2 separate regions of the Zea mays genome follow, and region 1 is linked to region 2. Evidence: chromatin contacts called from public Hi-C data. All regions are on one chromosome and are shown on one strand. The core of a region is the stretch at or near the end of the contact, and the rest is flanking DNA. Distances in the headings are between cores, read along the strand shown.

Region 1 (3,360 bases), core at 273-2,772, 160 kb after region 2:
ACACGCTAGTAGTAGTAGCTCCAAAAGAGCCCTCATCACGCACTCATCATGCCCACTCACTGCAGCCACTGACCTAGCTCTCTGACGGCGATCAGTGCGTGGAGAGTACTGCTGCTGAATTCTGGAAAGAGAGACGTACGACTTGCATTTGCATGGGCATGAATTCAGCTGGAACAGAGACGACGACTTGCATGGGCATGGCTTGGCGCAGAGAGAGAGAGAGAGAGAGAGAGAGAGAGAGAGAGAGAGAGAGAGAGAGAGAGAGAGAGCTTCAATTCAATGGACAATGCATGCCTAGCTATTAGGGAGTGCGGGGAAGGAAGAGCATGCAGCGCAAGAGCAAGAGCAAGAGAGCAGGAGGATTGTGCTGTATATTCATCGTTCAAGAAGAAACACTAGTAGCCAGCCACACACACACACTGTGTGTACCTAGTACTAGCTCGGTAGCGGTACTGTAGTACATGTCTTTTGTAGGAGAGGCTGGCTGTGTGGAGTTACTGCGCGCATGCTGATGCATGCACGCAGCAGAGACGGCCGCCGGGCGCACGCAGCCTGCAGGAAACCAGCTTTCTTTTGCTCAGGTTGATGGAAAGAGAAGGCTATAGAGAGAGAGAGATGCTACGGCGCCATGGAATTGAAAGATGCATGGTGCATTGCATTGCATGCATGTACTCTCTCTCTTTCTCTCTCTCTCAGCATTTCAAACCTTTTTAGTTTTTAGCAGCAGTACGTACCACAGTCCTTGGTGCTAATTAATTAATTCACTTCGCTCTCTGGGCAGGAATTGATGCATGCTGCGATGCAATGCAATGCAATGCGACTTCAAGCCCTGCCTGCAGCCTGCTTTGCTGCTCGGAGCTAGCAAGCTAGCTGTACAGTACAGTACTACAAGGCACATGTACACACGACGCTAGTAGAGTAGTATATTAAATATTGTTGGAATGATCCATCAGATCAGGGATCGGAGAGCAGGACGGATGCATGAGATGGCCCTCTCTCGTATTAATGATAACCCGCGCAGGATCAGGGATGAAATCTTAGTACAGAAGAGAGCTGCACGCAGCAGGGCCTCTATATATATATATATATATATATATATATATATATATATATATATATATATATATATATAAATGACTGTTTGGTTCAGCTTTTTTTCTTTCTAAACAGTTTTTCGATGGATCTGTGCTGTTGAGAGAATCTGAGTACGTATCATAGAAATTACATGCGTCGGAAGATAAAAATAGTCTATACATAAGGCCAATTTAATTTCCAATTTGGAGAGGAACCACGAGCTACTAGATAGACAAGCGGCAGGAAATAAGTCCAATGACAAAAAAAAAGATGGATGGGAAAAGGCGAGTGAGTGGACTGTTTCTGACAGACATTAACTTTGTCAACTTTGTCGAGCCAGGGAAGGGAAGAAAAGAATGAATAGAATTATTGGCTCCTCCGTGTAAAGGATCGATGGCAAGAGAGAGAGAGACAGCGCGCTATATGGCTACTCGCTACTTTTGCAGGAGCATGACGTCGTCGTCGTTGCCTCTTGGCTCTTGCTACCACCATGCATGCTAGAGTCTGCATGCGCAGCAGCCAGTGCTGCTGTTGCTGTACATGGATCGTATTCCCGAGACCCAGAGACAGACGTCTAGAAAGAAAACCCCAGTCCACACAGCTGCAGAGACAGGAGAGAGAGACGGATGCTTCTACCACTGCTAGCTGCACCAGCCAACAATAAATACCTTTGCATGGCAAGCAGTAGGATCTACTTGCACCGCAGCTACGCTACGGCCTAATAATAATGTTAGGATACATCTATATGCCAGTCAACTCATTGGCTTGCGATCCATCAGACCAGGTGATTAGGGCCTGTTTGGAAGCTTGATAGTTTATAAGAAACTGGTTTCTTATCTCGATTTTCAAAAACTAGTTTCAAAAAAAAAACTGGTGTTGCCGTTTCGAAGCCCGTTCCTAGAAACTGGTTTCTAACCTTTTTAATTGAAAATGTCAATCAGACCGGCCGCTTCAGTTTTTATAACGTGAATGACTATTCCGTGAAACGTTTCCGAACGTAACAGCTTGCTTCATTTTTCAGCTCATGCGTGCAGATTCAGATTTGAGCGCCCATTTATTTATTTTCACATACAGCGTCTCATCTTTTAAAATGCTACTACTAATGATCCTGGGTTCTGTATGAGTTGTGACAAAGGGCCGGTACGCATTACCATTGAAAGTTCGAACAGAGGTTGCTGAAATCATCGCCACATCATGAACGGGGATGCAGATGCTTCTCTGAATTCTGAAAAAGGACGATCTGCATTACCATTGAAATGCCATTCATAAGAACGTCGCCATTATTCATGAATATATTCATATGAGTTGCATGATCTATTTGTCTGAATTCTAAAAAAGGCTCTCCACATATATATATGGCGCCTGACAACCTCTTCTTCACACAGGTGAACTCACTTCGTATGAGTTGTGATCTGATAATGCAGAAATGCAGACATGCAAAAATGAACATTTAATCAGAGTTAAAACTGAAACATAATGTTTAGCATATAGCTCTGCAGGTGAATGTCGCCGCCGCCGTGGATTGTATCAGGGGCGCCGAGTGGGCGGCGCAGGCTTTGAGCGGCGACGATGGAAGGGGTGGGATCCGGTGAAGGTGTAGTGCAGGGGCCGGCTGTCACACCCGGATTTAATGGGTAAACCCCGGTGTGAATCATATGTACACCAAAAAAGATCAATACATACAATAACTCAGTGTATAGAGACGAATGTCACAAACTTTATTACATAGCGAAAATGTCTTACAAAATAACTGATAATAAATAAATCAAACTAATATTATTTCAATAGCGCCATCAAGCTGACTAGGAGACGACATCTATATCTCATCGAACTCATCGTAGTAGTTCTCCTCCGGGGACACCTGCTCTTCATCTGGGGGTATTGCAAGGGTGAGCTCACAGATGTTCATCGCTCAGCAAGTGTGGGGAATAATGTGCATGAGCTTACTTACGATGGAGGCTCATGCGTAGTGTAAGGCCGATTAACAAATAATGGTTAAGGCTGAGCATTGATTTTAATAAGTTGGTCAAATTTTATTAGCGGTTATTAAGTATAAGTGTATACCATCCAATAAAATAAGAGATCACAATTGATAAATAATTCCCACAATACAATGCATATGATAGATTAAGTTTAATTCCATAAGTTACTCATGTGAGAGTCCTGAGTCGCTCTTGACCACGAGCACGACTGATATACCGGTTTTACACTCTGCAGAGGTTGCACATATTTACCCACAAGTCATGTTACTCATTTACCAAGGGGTCTAGAAATCCCATTCATCTC
Region 2 (3,813 bases), core at 917-3,416:
ACCGATTCAACACCCCATAATCGATACAATCAACTCTACTTATCGTTTTTACCTTATGCATTACGAGTAGCTCTAGTTTAGCCCTAGTTTAGCCTCCCTCTACCTCAAATATTCACCTCTCTTTGGCTCTACATTGACTAGAGACATCTTAGGTGGCCTGCCAACGCCAAGACACACCCTAGGATCTCTCTTCCCCAACGAGGTCTTCTGCGAAGAAGACGACCCTCTGTGCCATCGTGGACCGTCCGACCCGCAGGCATGGACCGTTCAGCCCTGTGCCGCAGACCGTATGCGCCTCCGCAGAGAGCACAGCCAGATAGTCCTTTCCAGTGTTTGGCGCTTAGATCGTCGCCAACACTTAGTACTTGCTAATAAAATTTTGACCAACAAAATTAAAAGCGATGCTCGACCTCAACGCATTTCTTGGTAAACCTTACACTATACTTTTTTCCCCACACTTGTTGAGCGATGACCGCATGAGAGCTCACCTTGCTATAATCACACTAGGTAAAGAACATGTACCACCAAAGGAGGACTACTACGATGAGTTTGGAGAGGTCTAGACCGTCGTCTCCTAGTCAACTATGGTTGTGGAGGATCGTTGTTGTCATATGGTGTATTTTATTTAGTTATTTTTGTATAGAAACTCCCTTATTTAATAAAGTTGTGGCATTGAGTTCTGTACCATGAGTCATTATTGTGCGAGACTTGATCCTGACACACATGTGAGATGCATCTGTATTTGTCCTTAAATCCGGGTGTGACAGTTGAAGGACAATTCCACCCTAAAGCTCTCCCTACGGCCGAACAATTCTACCCCAAAGCTCTCCCTACACCCTTTCGGTTGCAAGGGGATTAGAGGAGATTAAATCCCCTTCTATACAATTTTAAATAGAAAAAAAAGTAATCCCCTCCAATCCCCTCAATCCACCCCTAACCAAACAAGCTCTAAGAACTTGTTCATTTAGGCCATCTCAAACCACATGGGATATCCACGCACTCTCGCTGCCACTCAGTCCCCTTGTGGGTTTAACTCGTTGCCACTGCATCACCGTATATCTGTGTCATCTCGCGTGTCGCTAGTTTGTGAGACATGAGTTTCTTCCATGTTGGACTCGTCGGTTATTTTCTGAACCGTGTGGTAAGGAAAAGTCAGAATAAAATCACGAGCATGTGTTTCTCTATGAATAGAGATTGTACCCGACCGGAATGTCCCATGTGGTTTGATTTGAGATGGCGTAAACGAACATGGCCTAAATCTCCTTTGATCTACCCTAACCAAATAAACACTAAGTGGGGGACTTGTGCATGGCAGCGTTGGATGTGGCCTAACCCTTTCGTAGGTGGGTTTTTTTTAGTACGTGCTACTAATCTCTTGTAGTGGTGTATTTTGTAACTTATTTTTGTTTTAATGAAACAAGCGTTAACGAGCATGAATCACCGCCTAAGCAAAGCTGCTTGATGGTATTTCCTTGAGCACCCTGGTCAAAACGCATCAAAACCCGGTCAAAAGCGAACCTGAGACTGATTCTTAACAGCTCACCGGGAAGAGTCGGTACACTAATCTACTACGCTGTGATTCAATAAACAAATCAGGACAAAAGACATGTACATTTGGATAGATCTCCTTAGCACTCAACGCAATAATCAAATCCAATCAGCACCTACCAAAAGGACCGCTAGTATAATAGACAGTTGCTCCATGGACCGATAAAAAAAAGTGATGAATCCCGGCCGTGAGAATGTATATTTTTTCATACAGTAACGCCAATTTCCGTCATGATTTAGAGAGTTCAACCACAAAATTGTTACCCAGAAGCAATGAGCTTATTTGTTTATAAGTGGATAAAAAGGAAAGAGAACGCCACCTGCAAGAAGAAGAAACCAGAATCCTTCAACACCGCGCTTTAATTAAATCTTTAACAGCAGAGTAGAAAGTAACTTCAAAATTAAATTGAGACGCTTCAATCTTACTGTAACGGCAACAGAATAAAACTGGATTTACTGTCCAGTGTCCAATTGTTTTTCCCCCTCTCTCTCTCCCTCATGCCGGCTTAGTAAACAAACATGGTTGAAAGCTCGAGCGCGTCGGTGTTACGAATTGAGCTGCCTCCAAACAAAAGGCAAAGATAAAAGGCAAAAGCTGGAGAGAGAGAGGGACGAGGGAGGGAGGCCATTGATAGAGACCACGAGCTGTTCTAGAAGTCACCGCGCTGCAGCCTGCAGCTCAGGGGGGCCTGTTCCCTGGATCTCGCCATCGCCATTGCCGCTGCCCCCCACCTACTACTCCTGCTCCTAGTCCTACACCCCTCCTACTCCAATCCAAGAGGTGCTTTGGATCGCATTGCTTCGTGCTAGAGTTCGGTGGTCAGCCTGCGTGTGGGACAGTGGTACTCCCTCCCTGCTTCTTGATTCGTCTCTGTGGTTGTGTTTTTAGAGCCACTGCTTTCCCCCCTTATCTTCATCTGGTAGAGTGGGTTTGATGTGGCTTCCTGCGAGAAAGATCTCACTTTGATAGTTTGATGTCTTCATGATCTGTCTGAGGTTTTTCGGCTTGATTTCGGCAGCTGATTAAGCACCCGCAGATACCACTTTTTTTTTCTTCGAGTATCCGCTCTTGTTGGACTGGATTTCTGAAGTGCTCGCAGATTGTCTGTTTATTTATATCGTGTTGCCTCCTTGTTTCTGATTATTCCAATCTTCTGGACAATTTTTTCCCTTCCGTAGAGCGCGAAAGATCTCATTTTGATCTGCTAAACAGCTGCAATTGTATCCCAATTTGCTTCAGTCTCCACCACTGGATATCTCATTGGGGTTTCTCCAAGATTTGCATCTGCATAGCGTTTGTCTCGATGCTGTTGTCTGTTCTGCATTTGCTCCTAGTGTCCGGCATTTGTCTGTCTCTTCATGCTGCTCCCATGATCTAGGCCAAAATTTGACAACTGGCCCATCCAATTGACGTCTTTTTATTTATTCTTATACATTGTCTGGCTTTATTTTCAGTTCAACTCTTTGAGGATTTGGCAACTGTATTTTAAGCATTAAGCTTCAACGCAGAATTTGAAATTGGCGGGGCTGTTGTTCAAAGAATTGGAGATGGACAGGAAGAATTGTCCTCCATCGCCATCGCCAAGATCGACCGAGAAGTCTGGAAGAGAATTGAGATCTGGGGAGGCCAATGTCAGCACAAATACCAATAGCAACCTCATCGCAAAAGGTGACAAGGAGAAAGGAGTCAATGTGCAAGTCATTCTAAGATGCAGGTGGAGAGGGCTCAGTAGTTAAAGCTTAAAAGTTCTGTCTAATTTTGTTTTTGTTATCACAATGTGTGATTTGATACATTCAGGCCGTTGAGTGATGAAGAAACAAAGTCGAATACTCCTGTGGTTATTTCGTGCAATGACCGTCGCCGGGAAGTTGCCGCCACTCAAATTATTGCCAATAAGCAGATTGATCGCACATTTGCCTTCGACAAGGTATTATATCACTTTGTCGAGCAATTTCTTGACTGTTTCGTTCATACTTAGAATTTACCTAGTCTTGTTTACTTAATCTCTGTGTGTTTTGACCTAGATTTAGTTAACTATTTCATTTTGAGTAGGTTTTTGGCCCATCGTCCAAGCAGAAAGATTTGTTTGAACAATCCATCTCGCCGATAGTAAATGAGGTCCTTGAAGGTTACAATTGCACTATTTTCGCTTATGGGCAAACTGGTACCGGGAAGACTTACACAATGGAGGGAGGTGGGACTAGAAAGACCAAGGTAAATATTTTGTTATGCATATAATCTGAAGGTGTAGCTTGGATCTGCAT

The links. A called contact is a pair of places that touch in the nucleus more often than the background predicts.
Region 1: a contact with region 2 is called in a Hi-C map of ear, with 2.7 times the contacts expected there. The contact joins the enhancer-like site here to the promoter of LOC100191898 in region 2. A contact is called at or near these places in 3 of 25 Hi-C or Micro-C datasets (ear, endosperm and leaf).

What each region holds. Positions count from the first base shown.
Region 1 is chr6:37,614,584-37,617,943 of Zm-B73-REFERENCE-NAM-5.0, forward strand. No RefSeq gene overlaps it. Among protein-coding and RNA genes, the nearest start is that of LOC103629201, 50 kb to the left of the region's middle. Within about 2 kb of position 1,523, at least 8 of the 20 cell types and tissues checked have an H3K27ac peak or open chromatin away from gene starts, as enhancers often do. A contact at or near this core is called in ear and leaf, where this site is marked.
Region 2 is chr6:37,450,967-37,454,779 of Zm-B73-REFERENCE-NAM-5.0, forward strand. It overlaps LOC100191898, which reads left to right and starts at 2,167. Exons shown (of 23, transcript NM_001360691.1): 1 at 2,167-2,390; 2 at 3,058-3,263; 3 at 3,347-3,476; 4 at 3,602-3,763. The coding sequence starts at 3,097.